3 separate regions of the Danio rerio genome follow, and regions 2 and 3 are each linked to region 1. The links are chromatin contacts, called in public Hi-C and HiChIP or PLAC-seq maps. All regions are on one chromosome and are shown on one strand. Each heading gives the region's core, a stretch centred on a gene start, on an enhancer-like site or on the middle of the called end of the contact. The rest is flanking DNA. Distances are from core to core; before and after follow the strand shown. Region 1 holds the start of hoxd4a (homeobox D4a). Region 2 has its middle 31 kb from the start of hnrnpa3. Region 3 holds the start of hnrnpa3 (heterogeneous nuclear ribonucleoprotein A3).

What was found. Hi-C and Micro-C count contacts between places; a contact is called where the count stands out from the background. HiChIP or PLAC-seq counts read pairs in DNA pulled down with a chosen protein or histone mark.
Region 2: a contact with region 1 is called in a Hi-C map of embryo, with 2.2 times the contacts expected there. The contact joins the enhancer-like site here to the promoter of hoxd4a in region 1. A contact is called at or near these places in 2 of 18 Hi-C or Micro-C datasets (both in embryo).
Region 3: an H3K4me3 HiChIP or PLAC-seq map of embryo shows a contact between it and region 1, with 6 times the contacts expected there. The contact joins the promoter of hnrnpa3 here to the promoter of hoxd4a in region 1. A contact is called at or near these places in 4 of 18 Hi-C or Micro-C datasets (caudal fin, embryo, hematopoietic stem cells and 1 more) and 2 of 4 datasets of contacts at active chromatin or transcription factors (caudal fin and embryo).

What each region holds. Positions count from the first base shown.
Region 1 is chr9:1,947,190-1,951,856 of GRCz12tu, forward strand. hoxd4a (homeobox D4a) reads right to left here and starts at 1,390. Exons shown (of 2, transcript NM_001126445.2): 1 at 694-1,390; 2 at 1-301. The coding sequence starts at 1,162. It overlaps mir10b-1 (microRNA 10b-1), which reads right to left and starts at 3,419; the gene lies at 3,342-3,419. It also overlaps a transcript of hoxd3a not described here.
Region 2 is chr9:1,724,467-1,728,959 of GRCz12tu, forward strand. No RefSeq gene overlaps it. Among named protein-coding and RNA genes, the nearest start is that of hnrnpa3, 31 kb to the left of the region's middle. Within about 2 kb of position 2,830, at least 17 of the 62 cell types and tissues checked have an H3K27ac peak or open chromatin away from gene starts, as enhancers often do.
Region 3 is chr9:1,692,906-1,697,460 of GRCz12tu, forward strand. hnrnpa3 (heterogeneous nuclear ribonucleoprotein A3) reads right to left here and starts at 3,076. Exons shown (of 10, transcript NM_001328148.1): 1 at 3,018-3,076; 2 at 1,798-1,920. The coding sequence starts at 3,023.

The sequences.
Region 1 (4,667 bases), core at 140-2,639:
TATAAAGTTGTGATCTCTGTCTGGCTGTCCTTCTGAGCGTGTTGTGCATGCTGATTTCCAACTGATGCCGATCTTCCTTTCGTGTTTGGTAGTTTGTGATCCTTTTTCCATTTCATTCTCCTGTTCTGAAACCAGATTTTAATCTGTCTTTCAGAAAGACAGAGTGTGTGCGCGATCTCGATGCGACGCCGTCTTGTTAGATACCTGTTAAAATGAAACTCCTTCTCTAGTTCGAGAACCTGCTGTCTTGTGTAGGCTGTCCGAGAACGTTTGGGTTCAGGTCCTGTGTAATCCGGGTTCACTGTGAAGGACAAAATCACACTTTTGCATTAAACAAAATCTGCAAACATATCCGATCCACTCATTTTCAAATATCTAAACTTTTACCAAAAGTAACAAGCACTTCTTTAAAGTGAAATAGCAGATTTTAAGTGTCTGTGATTTAAAAATAAAAAAGTTTATCATGGCTAAATTGTTTAAATCAAAGCTTCGGGCCAAGTGGACTCTCAATACTGCAAGAGTGGCCAACACAGCTAGCGGCCTATTTCCTAAGCAATAAAAATTTATGGCTGGTGTAATTGGCGGCCCCTTCAGAGGAACCCATAAATATTTCACTCAATGATTTTAACTGTGGCTAAAACAGCAGAATAGGGATGGCCTATGCGAGCAGACAGCAAAGAGAGTGGATCTTACCCGTAGTAACGTGCACTTTCTTCATCCACGGGTAAACTACAGCAGGCTGCTTCGTTGGTATCCCGTTCTGGGTCTTTGTGTTTTGTTGTTGTCCACCAGTCCTCGATCCGGAAATCTGGACCGCGGGACACTGCTCTGTCTGTGCAGGGAAAGGGCTAGGGGTGCTGGCTTGATCCTGCACATGACCCCGCGGCTGCACCGACGAGCCCTGGACAGTGCTACAACTGTAAGGCTGTTCAGAGTAGTTTGACCGTGAATAGATTCCGGGATGCTGGAAATCAGTGTCCTGCGACGGACTGTAGTAGCCTGGGCTCTGTTCAGGTATATAGCTGTTCTGAGAATATTCCTCGCAAGGAGGAAATTTGGGATCCACATACTTGGAGTTCACCATGTACGAACTCATGGCCATTAATTTCTGAAGGTAGGAAATACTAATTTTTCTCGAGTTGTCTTTTTTTCCTCCCTCCATAAAGCCCTCCTACTTGCTGTCAACTGAATAAAGTTAGCCTACCATGTGACCAGCTTGGCCAATCGAGGTGGAGGGACTTCATCAACCGAGAAGAAGCTGTGCACACCTAGTAGTGATTTTTACAAACTTCACATTATCTCTCAATTAGGATGGAAATAACACAATATAAAATTTTATTGATTAAATACCCATATAAAAGAAAGAGACAAGGAGGAAAGCAGTGCTGGGACTCATGCAATAGCCAATTGTTCATCATCATATGGGAGGATCTCTATTTACACATTAGATGCTATCATAAAAACATGTTCTCATGCCACATAACCAAGCATGTGTGTGTGAGTGTATAACATTTTTTGTAAATTAATATTCAACTAAGCTAAATCAAACCCAGCCCAGGCATTTTGACTGGTAAAAACAAAACAATACAAAAGATAAAAACGGTCCAGGGCACAAAAAGAGACGCATAAAGCCTGCAGACAATTGATGAAGACCGTCTTTGTCATGTAGAGGTCACACAGAAGTTACTGGAGTCTCATCGTTCCAGCGCTTCTCATCCTTTCAGCTCGCTGTATAGGGCGCCCTGGTTCGCCATCAATGCGCCGTGCCAATCAATAATCAAACAGCACATAAAAGAAAATAATCGTATGGCAGCTCATAAGGTAAGACCAGGGAGCAAAGTGAGTTAACATTCATACAAAAATATTACTAATGTTAATTACTGCTCCCTGCGTCTTTTAAGAAGAACTAAACTGTAGGATTTGGTATTTAAAATGTTAAAATGTTCAGGAGACCTTTATAAAAAGTGTAAAAATGGGGGTTTGATTGTAATATTCGACACTGTAGAAAATTATATGATCAGTTAGTCATGACATCATGTGTTTTCATTTTTATAAACTAAGTTAATCATGTTCTAACCTAACTTTGTAGCTACGCAAGCGGTTTTAAGTCAGTTTGACATAATATAAGTTCAATGGACTCATAAAGCTCATAAGGTTACTTTAAAAAAAATCAAATTTTTTCGAGTACCTTGGACTGATTTTTGTAGTTTATTCTATTAAATCCCTTACCCAGAGTTAGCATTAGTTAAGCTACATCTGAGCACTTTTTGTTTGATTTAGGATTTTTGGACTCTTAAGGTTAATTTGATAAAAAAAAATTAAGGCAACCAGGATTTGTTAACAGTGTAGAATAAGAACCCTTTTGGGATTCCATTCAGTTCAAAGCTCTTAATAGAACACGTTCTTTTAATGTGAAGAACATTCCACACATTCGTTTGAATTTAAATTAAATTAAATTTCTGGGTTGTTGTATTCCAACGTTGGGTCAAATATAGACAAACCCAAACGTTTTGGTTAAAAATGTTATTTAAATTAAATTAGTAAGAAATTACCCAATTTTTGGGTTTGTTTATAATTGACCAAACATTGCATTACGCCAAACAAGCATTTTCTTTAGTGTGAAGAACGTTTGTGAGATGGAAATGTTCAATAGGCCTAGTTGAACGTCCATCAAGTAACCATCGACAGCAATAAAAAAGTCAATGTTCACTAAGAAAGCGCAGCAAAAAGCATCACAACAGAAGTTATTAAAATAATATGCATAATCAGCATATGAATATCAGTTGATTTTCTTAATTAATGGTCATCTGTGTTGCCAGGTGCCGTCTTCCAACATATATACGCAATTTATATTGCCTGTACACTGTACAAAAAACATCCGGGTTGTCTTAAATTTTAACCTGAATCAAATTAACCTTATTCCAAAAATCCAAAATCAACCAAAAAGTGCTCAGGGGTAGCTTTTAATAATGTGTCGGTGCTCTTTGTGTAAGGTATTCATCAGAATAAACAGCAAACATCAGTCCAAGGCACTCGAAAAATTTGGAAAAATTTTTTTTTTTAAAAGTACCCCCATGAGCTTTATGAGTCCATTGAACTTATATTATGTTAAACTAACTTAAAACAGCTTGCGTAACTTATAAAGTTAAGTTAGAACATAAATTGAGTTAGAACATTTACTTGGTTGTAAAGAATTAAAAGCACATGACTAATTGATCATATATAAATATTTTACAGTGTAGACTACATTAGATAGCAAAACAAACAAACAAACAAACAAACAAACAAACAAACAAACAAACAGTGCATTCAGATAAAGTGTTTTTCGAAGTTATTGCATCGACCATATACTCCCCTAGAATCGAATCTGTGAATGTTATTTTTTCACACAAATTCGGTTCTACAGGGTATATATAGACGACGGCATATATTCACCAACTGACCAAAAATATCGAGAAAAAAGGCTTAATTTCTCAACGTACAATTAAGCCATTAAACTGTTTTCTCTTAGGTTTTCATGAAATTTAATATCATGTCCATGGTACTCGTGGTGCTTAAAAAATCTATTATAATACCCAACATGTTCCATAGCGAAGACATATTTTCAGAAGGAGCTCTCTCATAGCATTATGTCTCAGACCTAATATTTAAATCCGACTACTAATTATAACTAAATAATTTGTTCATTCGATAAATCTAAAAAAAAAAAAAAAAAAAAAACACACACACACACACACACAAGTACAACTGAAATCATAATCCGCCAGGTGAGGATTGAAGACGTACATGCTACTCACTCTGTGATGTGCCATGGCAAGCAAATTGATCAGGTGGTCTCAAAACTGTGCGTGAAGAAGCATATAAAGGAAGGGTAAAGGTCGACGGGTCAAGCCGAATCATTTACAACACACATCACAATGTTTCATTATTTTTTGTAAGTCGACAGCAGTAGCGGAAAAGGAGGAAAGTTCATGGATAATACATGACCTCTTCTGATAAGCAGCTAATGTGGCCCACCGCGCCTGTTCAGAGACAGGCTTCTTCAAAAGCTTGTAGTCTTAAAAAATATTAGCATCTAGAACTAATAATTATCAATCTAATTATATCGTTTAATTTGATTAACACTGACGCTAACCTCATTTTTTTTCTACAGGAGTATTTAACATGATTTAAAAATATCAGCAAAGCCACACGAGAAACACATCAACATATTTTAAATTTGCATTCAATAATTTGCAAAGTATAACAACATTATGCGTGATGTTTTACTACTTAATAGTGATTATAGCATTTTAGCATACAAATAAATAGTAAATTTTAAAAGACGCAAAGGCTTTATAATTCTGGCGGCCTTTCGCTCTTTATATAAGATAAATATAATATTAGATTTTTTGTGTGCGTTTTTATTATCACATGTACCCAGTTAATATTTTTCTTTCTATTTTAAATAAGACATGTGAATCTTATCTATTTTGTTAGACAGCGTGACCTGTGTTTCACCTTGAATTGCGACTTGTTCAGGCGGGTCAAAGCCGAGTTACTGAACAAAAGAATTAGAGAGTCATCATTTCTATTAAACTCTAAGTTACGCTTAAATAAAACGACCTTATGTTGATTTTAATTTATATATTTGTGCATGCACCTTTATATAAGTCGTATCCGTGCAT
Region 2 (4,493 bases), core at 1,580-4,079, 220 kb before region 1:
CACTATGGACAAATTAGCTTACCCAATTCCCCTATTCGATTTTTAAGTGGTGACGTGTTGGTGACGTATGCAATACTGTTTCCGGGTCCAAGCCGCCACTCATTTAAGTTGAGAAATCATTAGTTTATGATCACGTTTTATTCATATCACACATTAAAGTTATCTTTATATAACGTCATAGTGTACACAACAATCTCTGGGCTTGCTGCATTACAAATACCAACATTTTATTAAAATGTTAATTATTTTCTGGCCATTGGATATAAGGCATGGACATATATATATATCCATGCCTAAAATCACGATCGCTATATATATATATATATATATATATAGCGATCGTGATTTTCAAAACTATTAAATCGCTTTGTAAACGTTTATTATTACCATTTCATGAGTCTCACTATGGGTGACGTAGTGGCGCAGTTGGTAGTGCTGTCGCCTCACAGCAAGAAGGTCGCTGGTTCGATCCTCGGCTCAGTTAGCATTTCTGTGTGGAGTTTGCATGTTTTCCCTGCATTCGCGTGGGTTTCCTCCGGGTGCTCCGGTAACAGTCCAAAGTCATGCGGTACAGGTTAATTGGGTAGGCTAAATTGTCCATAGTGTGTGAATGTGTGTGTGGATGTTTCCCAGAGATGGGTTGCAGCTGGAAGGGCATCCGCTGCGTAAAAACTTGCTGGATAAGTTGGCAGTTCATTCCGCTGTGGCGACCCCGGATTAATAAAGTGACTAAGCCGACAAGAAAATGAATGAATGAATGCTTACTGATCTCAGATCTTGTGGTAGCACAGATATCACTCTCTGAGTGAAGCCTCTAATGCCAAGACCCAACGCATGAGTGCTACTCCTCTGGAAAATGGTAACCTTAAAAAAAAAAAAAAAAAAAAAAACATACTCAAACTGTTCTCAATCCTCAAACTAAAAGTCTTTCTCTTAAATTTAAACATTTCAGATTGCTTTTATTTTCAAAATATTCTCTTCTTAATTCAATCCCATGCAAAGCATGCTGGGAACTACATATCCAATGCGACATACCTTAAATCTTAAAAAACAAACCAAAAAAAAAAAAAAACACAAAACTGTTCTTAATCTTCAAACTAATAAAGATTCAACTTCAACAAGTCTTTATCTTAAATTTAAACATCTAAGATTGGTTTTATTTTTATAATATTCTCTTCTTAATTCAATCCCATGCAAAGCATACCGGGAACCACATATCCAATGCGACATATCTATAATTAAAATTGACTTAATATTACTAGGGGTGATGCGGTGGCGTAGTAGGTAGTGCAGTCACCTGGTTTGAGCCTCGGCTGGGTCAGTCGGCATTTCTGTGTGAAGTTTGCATGTTCTCCCAGTGTTTGGGTGGGTTTCCTCTGCTTGCTCCAGTTTCCCCCACAGTCCAAACACATGTGATACAGGTGAATTGGGTAAGCTACAATTGTCCTTAATGTATGAGTGTGAATAAGTGTGTGTGGATGTTCCCCAGAGATGGGTTGCAGCTGGAAGAGCATTCGCTGCGTAAAACATATGCTGAATAAGTTGGCGGTTCATTCCGCTGTGGCGACCCCGGATTAATAAAGGGACTAAGCCGAAAAAAATATGAATGAATGTGGGAGTAACACCTAGTGGATGAACCAGGTATTGCAGTTCAAACTCAAAATATTGCATAGGTTTTTTTTTACTTGGCCACTCCTTTAAGGATTACTCCACACACGCAGGTTGCCAGATTATCTGAAGATCAAGCCTTACATTGTAAGCGGCTCAGCTAATGTTTATTTTCGTGATAATTATGTGCATTTTAATAATTAGGTGCTGAATTAGAATTGGTTAAACTGGCAGTGGGCTGGTTATAGAGCCCAAAACAAAGACAGACTTTCTGACACAGAACGCACAATTCAAAGCAGAAAAACTGACCTCAGCATTGTTTTTCAGACAAACATATGTTCACTTAGCATGTTTCGTACATATCTGCAAATAAATTATGGTATGTTTTTATCATTTAGAAGAGTTTAAAAGCTACCTATACAGCACCTTTAACTATTATAATTGGCTCCCTGAATTTTAGGCCACGATTTGGGTCTGTGTGGAACTGATTTCAACCAGATGATCAACCTGTTTGGAGGATTACAGCAGATCTTGAAGAAGCACAAAGGGTTCAGGCTGTCTGTCGGGCCTCATGTTTCATTGTGTGTGCGCGTGTGTGTGTGTGTTGGCAGAGCTCTCTTATCTTGTCCCGTGCTCTTATCTGTTCAGTGTACAGCAGCAGGTCTGCTCAGAGCCCGCGGCCCAAACCTCCAACCATGAACACAAGAAAGTCAAACATTCACACACGGTCACTTTTGAGTTTTGGCAAAATAACACTCGTTTGATGTCCATAAGCTATATAGATGCTAACTCTACTACTTAAACACACACATCAGCCTCAGTTTCCAGTTTACATGAGTAATTTTCCAGCGTAACGCTCACTTTCATTATCTCTAGTGTGAAAGTGTGTTGTTATTCTTGCATTTTAGTGTTTTTTGAAGATTACGAGTGGCTTAAGATTATAATATTTTACTTTTTATACTTTCTTTACTGTTCAAACACACACACATAGCTGTAAGCACGTGAAATCCTCTAATACAAAACTAAACACCAGCAAACAGCTCCACATTAACCTCTGATCCTCTATTACTGCACTCTAATGGTGTGTGTGTGTGTGTGTGTTTCCGCGGCCATGCTGGCGATGACAGATTTACAGGATGTTGTGGACGGTATTGGTCAGCGGTTCGCTGTATTGAGGATGCATGTGACACATACGAGTCCTGCGGTGTCGCGGAGTGATGACATCCTCTTTTTAATGAGCATTGTTAGCGTAGCATGAGCATAGCTGCGGAGCGCCATAAATCAGCCGCTGAGACCGCAGCTCTCACACAGGAAAGATTCCCCAATGAAAGATCTCTGAGAGCACACACACACACACACACACACACACACACACACACACACACACAGACAGTCTGGAAAATCACACACGCTTGAATGCAACACTGAGCACGACTTCTGAAGCGGCTTGTCTTCTGAGATCTGATTTGTTACGTGTTGTGGTTAAAGGTGAACCTCGAGAGCGTGACGTGCTTCCTATCAGTTGCGCTTTTTCAAAAGAAAGAACCAAAATTGTTTATCCTACAAACGTATATCGATCAAACTAGCATTTTGAAAATGTTTTGTTGATGTGCAGTTCCAGTGGGGGTCAGTAGGGGGCAGCAGAACATTGTTCTGAGCAGTAATATTTTATTAACCTTTTAATCAAAGGCAAATCTGGCAGAAACAAGACTGAATGGAGTATACACTATTGATTTATTATTTGTTGTGGTTAAAGGTGAACATCGAGAGCGTGACGAAACATTTTTATGTTTTGTTGACGTGCAGTTCCAGTGGTGGTCAGTAGAGGGTAGCCGTATCACAAACTGCCACTGGATACATAAATTAAATGGTTATAAGTGTATTATTAAGTAAAACTGACAATGGAGTTATGTAAGGGATAAAGTACATCCCGAAGGTTGTTATCTCAAAATAAAGCCTGACCGGTTTATCGGTAGCTTGACACAAAACTGAGAACTGTTGTATAAGTCTGAAGGGCTTTATTCTGCGGAAACAACTGCCTGGATGTAATTTATTCTGTTTATTACACTGCTTAAACATAAAAAAATAGACACAAAACATTATTTTGAGCCATGATAGTTTATTAATCCTTTAAATAAAGGCAAATCTGCCAGAAACAAAATAGCTGAATGGAGTATACACTAACCTGTTTATTATTATTTGTTGTGGTTAAAGATAAATGTCGAGAGCAGGACATGCTTCTTATCTAATAGCTAATCCTACAAAATGATATCAATCTAAATAGCGTTTTCTCATGTTTTGTTGATGCGCAGTTTAAGTGGTGGTCAGTAGAGGGCAGCAGGACCACACACCACCACTAAATACACAAACTTAAACAAAATTAAAAGGTTATAAATGTATTATTAAGTAAGGAAAAACTGACAATGGAGTTATGTAAGGGATAAAGTACATCCAGGAGGTTGTTATCTCAGAATAAAGCCTGACAGGTTTATCTGTAGCTCGACGCAAAACTGAAAACTGTTGTATAAGACTGAAGGGCTTTATTCTGCGAAAACAACCAGTTGGATGTACTTTATTATGTTTATTACACAGCTTAAAAATAAAAAATAGACACAAAACATTGCTCTGAGCCATGATAGTTTATTAATCCGTTAAATAAAGGCAAATCTGCCAGAAACAAAATGGCTAAACGGAGTATACACTAACCTGTTTATTATTATTTGTTGTGGTTAAAGATGAATGTCGAGAGCGTGACATACTTCCTATCATTTGTGTTTTTTTTTCAAAATCAGAACCAAAATAGCTAATCCAACAAACTTATATTGATCAAATCAGCATTTTTGAAAATTTTCTATTGATGTGCAGTTCACACAGTGCCATCGTAT
Region 3 (4,555 bases), core at 1,826-4,325, 250 kb before region 1:
CGCTCCACCACATCCCAAAGGTGCTCTATTGGGTTGAGCTCTGGTGACTGTGGAGGCCATTTGTGTACAGTGAACTCCCTATGACATAGGGTGTTTCCTGCTGGAAGTAGTCATCAGAAGATGGGTAGTGTGTTCACAAAGAGATGGACATGGTCAGGAACAATACTCAGGTAGGCTGTGGCGTTGACACGATGCTCAATTGGTACTAATGGACCCGAAGTGTGCCAAGAAAATCTCCCCCACACCTTTACACCACCAATGCTAGCCTGAACTGCTGATACAAGGCAGGATGGATCCATGCTTTCTTGTTGTTGTTGCCAAATTCTGACCCAACCCAAATGTGTCAGCAGAAATGGAGACTCATCAGAGCAGCAACGTTTCTCCAATCTTTTATTGTCCAGTTTTGGTGAGTCTGTGTGAATTGTAGCCTCAGTTTCCTGTTCTTAGCTGACAGGAGCGGCACCCGGTGTGGTCTTCTGCTGCTGTAGCCCATCCGCCTCAAGGTTGGACGTGTTGTGTGTTCAGAGATGCTCTTCTGCAGACCTCAGTTGTAACGAGTGCTTATTTGAGTTACTGTTGCCTTTCTATCAGCTGGAACCAGTCTGGCCATTCTCCTCTGACCTCTGGAATCAACAAGGCATTTGCACCCACAGAACTGCCGCTCACTGTATATTTTCTCTTTGTGCGTGAAAATCCAAGTAGATCAGCAATTTCTGAAATACTGAGACCAACCCGTCTGTGCCTAATAAATTGGCCGGTGAGTGTATATAACTGTTAAACATTTAGTTTTAAATAATAAATAATAGCCTTTGATCAGGCATCCTGGGGATTATTTCAACCACTGTTCAAATATAATCATATGATCAATATGTTTGATAGATAGTTCTCTACTTGTTCAGTTAATGATTAAATATAAATAAATAACAGTTTATTTTATAAAACGTCTCTCATGTGAGTGAGTTGGTTCATGTGATTCACACTTCATAACTTCCGTAAAAAAATTTCACAATGCACTGTGGGACTTTTCGTGGACTTTAGTGCACTAAATGTGACAGTACTTAAATATTTACATTTAGTCATTTAGCAGATGCTTTTATCCAAAGTGACTTACGAATGAGTGCATAAAATATCACTAAATAAAGTGTTTACATGTCCTGTGAGGTACTTTGAAATGTGTATTTGTTAATATGATGTTTGACTTAAACTCAACTGAAACATAAAGAGAGGGTGGGGCATACAGTAGCCCCTCCCCTTTAAAAAAAACAGCCAATAGTGTTTGGTTTTTATCACAGCTCTGCCAGTGAGAGTGATTGAGCTCAACCACATCAAATGAAAAGCCAATGAGAAGAAGCGGGCAGGGCATGCAAGACACTAGAGAGCATTTGATTGGTCAGAAGATTTGATGAGAAACTAAAGTAGGAGGTGACGTCAATAAAATTGCTGATGCATTTACATTTATACAATTTATATAAGGTGTATATCTTGTAAAAGTGAATCGTGTCACTGTTTTGGAACAGACTAGTTTAAAGATATCTTTAAAACTAACATTTTAAAAACTCTATTTTGATTTCATGGGAACTTTAAGCCTCATAATTAAATACAAAATGTGCACTTTTTCAGAAAAAGTAGCTCTCCTTTGACCAGGCAGGCTTTAAGTCTATATTATATGCATTTATGTACCTTTTTGGTGTTGGAAAACAGGAGTGGCTTTTAAAGGAATGTTCCTACACAATGCAAGCTGAATGCACTTGGTAATTAAAGCAGAACTTTGGAGAATAAGATGTGAAGGTTTCTCACCACGCAGTCTGTGAGTTTGCCCCATTGCTCAAAGTGAGCTCGTAAACTGTCCTCCGTAGTCTCAAAACTGAGTCCACCAATGAACAGCTTTCTGAGCTGCTCCGGCTCCTTACTGTCGCGACTCTGTTCATGAAAGAGAAAAAAAAATTACACCTTTGACTTTTCATAAATATGCATCACCGGACTGATAAAATGATCCCTGCAGGGCATGCTCCATGTGTTGCATAATGCTGAAGCAATTAAGATAACTGTTTAAATCTGATAATAACACATGACTATTGATTGCACAATATTAACCACAGCTGGATTCTCTGTGTGGGTGTTTTCTGAACGCTGAGAGCTCCAGGGGAAGAGAATGAATGACATCCGGTCACCCTTTTACCAAATTAGGCGAGGATGTATATTAATATTCATGAGGTGAGTGACGCTTTCAAATCAATCCTTCCCAATTGGTTGAAAGACTGACGTTGAAAGGTGGGCGCTGGTCAACTGACCAGTTAGGCTACTAAAAAAGGCCAAAGTTATGAATATTAATAAGGATAAGCGTAATAAGATTCATTAGCCGTGCCTACGCCATAGTATGATTCGCATTTCAGCCGGTTGCTTTCTGTCGAATTACTTCTGAACAAACAGAGGACGTGGAGTTGGAAGTAGTTTCAGATAAAATTAAGGATTACCGTAAAAATTCAGGAAGAGACCGATAATAAACAATCCAACGGCTCGAAGCGTCTAGAATATTCCACACCAAAGTGTACACGCGCCATTTTATTAACGTTAGATGTATTTTCCTTGTTTCCTCCGTATTTCACTTGTTAAAAAAGATTAAATACAGTGAAATATTCAATATGTTGTTGTATTATTAACACGTGTTTAACTTACAAAATCAGGCTAAACATTAGGTTTACGCTGCTGAACAAAACATCAACACGTTATGAAACTGAAGCACGAGTATTCAAAAGAAAAACAATAATAGACTTATTTAAAGAAAAAACATTAGCCTATTCGCCTTAACAGCACGCATACAGTGTATTTATGCTATATTGATGCCAGCATCCACAGCTGTATCCCATTTAACGTTAGCTCGACATCATAACTGCACCACGCAGCATTCTTAACGCAAAAACAGCGTAATAAACTGGCCTAAGATAAGCCTTATCGTAAACACTGCTGACACACATAAAGCAAATTCATTTTAATGTGGGAATATTGATAACAGGTACCTCCATGCTGTAGCTTTTGCGCCCCCTCGCTCTGCACGGCGCCTCACTGAGAGAATAATAATAATGCAGCAGATGTGATGTCACTTTCCCGCCTCTAGAGGCGCTTCAGGACTTTTCCCGCTTTTTATATTTATATTCATTTTTTATTACTGTAAACGATAATATAGATAACAGACGGCTATATAAAGCACAATATCAACAATGTAGTGACATTGACAAAAATAATACAAGATGAAATAAACAAAATAGGCAAAACAGAGAGAAATTCCCTCTATTTTTTCCATGACTGGTGGCTAATTCGCTGCATATTTTGATTAGGCATGGTTGTTATACTGATCTCTGTACTAATTGTTAATTTAAGAAGGTTATTTGAAAGTTTTTAGAAGTATTCCTTTACCATTAATTAATATGTTAAATGATATCTTACTCAAAAGGTTCTTAATTAAGGTAATAAAGATTTTGTTGAAAAGGAATAAATAAGTTTATAAGAAAATATTTTGTATGCTAGCCTGGTCCTATTAAAATAAGATATTTTCCAAACATCTTTATAAAAACCAGTTTTTAAAAAAATCTAATATTTGATCTTTTTTTTACTTCCTCCAAAATATAAAGGAGCCCTACATTTTACCACGATGAATATATGATGTGCAAAGTAGGCCTAACTTCTGATCTTAACTTTTAATGTGAATTGTAATGTTTCACAATATTGCCATAATGATAACTGTTGAACACTTATTTATTCATTGTAAACTGTTCTGGTCTGAGGTAATTTGATAAAAACAGCATAAACTCACCGGCCACTTTATTAGGTACACCTTACTAGTACCGGGTTGAACTCCTTTTGCCTTCAGAATTGCCTTAATCCTTTGTTGCATAGATTCAACAAGCTACTGGAAACATTCCCCAGAAATTTAAGTCCGTATTGACAGGATAGCATCACACAGTTGCTGCAGATTTGTTGGCTGCGCATTCATGATGTGAAACCCCTGTTCCACCACATCCCAAAGCTGCTCTATTGGATTGAGCTCTGGTGACTGTGGAGGCCATTTGAGTACAGTGAACTCATTGTCATGTTCAAGAAACCAGTCTGAGATGATTCACGCTTAATGACATGGGACGTAATCCTGCTGGAAGTAGCCGTCAGAAGATGGAGACACTGTGCTCATAAAGGGATGGTTTAAACTGCAGTAGATCGTCTTGACCATGTCTACATGCCTAAATGCATTGAGTTGCTCTCATGTGACTGGCTGATTTGAAATTTACGTTAGCGAGCAGTTGGACAGGTGTACCTAATAAAGTGGCCGGTGAGTGTAGACTGTAGTTATTTCTTGAATCATGCTGAAATATACAGAAGTCTTTAAATGATGAGAAGTGAAATATAAAATAATAACAATTTTAAAATAAATGTTGGATTTTGTTTAATGCATATGTTTTTATTTTAGGGTATTGTTTTATATAGTAGTCTCTGTTTTAGCTTTTGTATTGCATGTTGTTTAATTCTTGTTACTTTATTTTATTAGTTGACAAGGGGGTGAGTA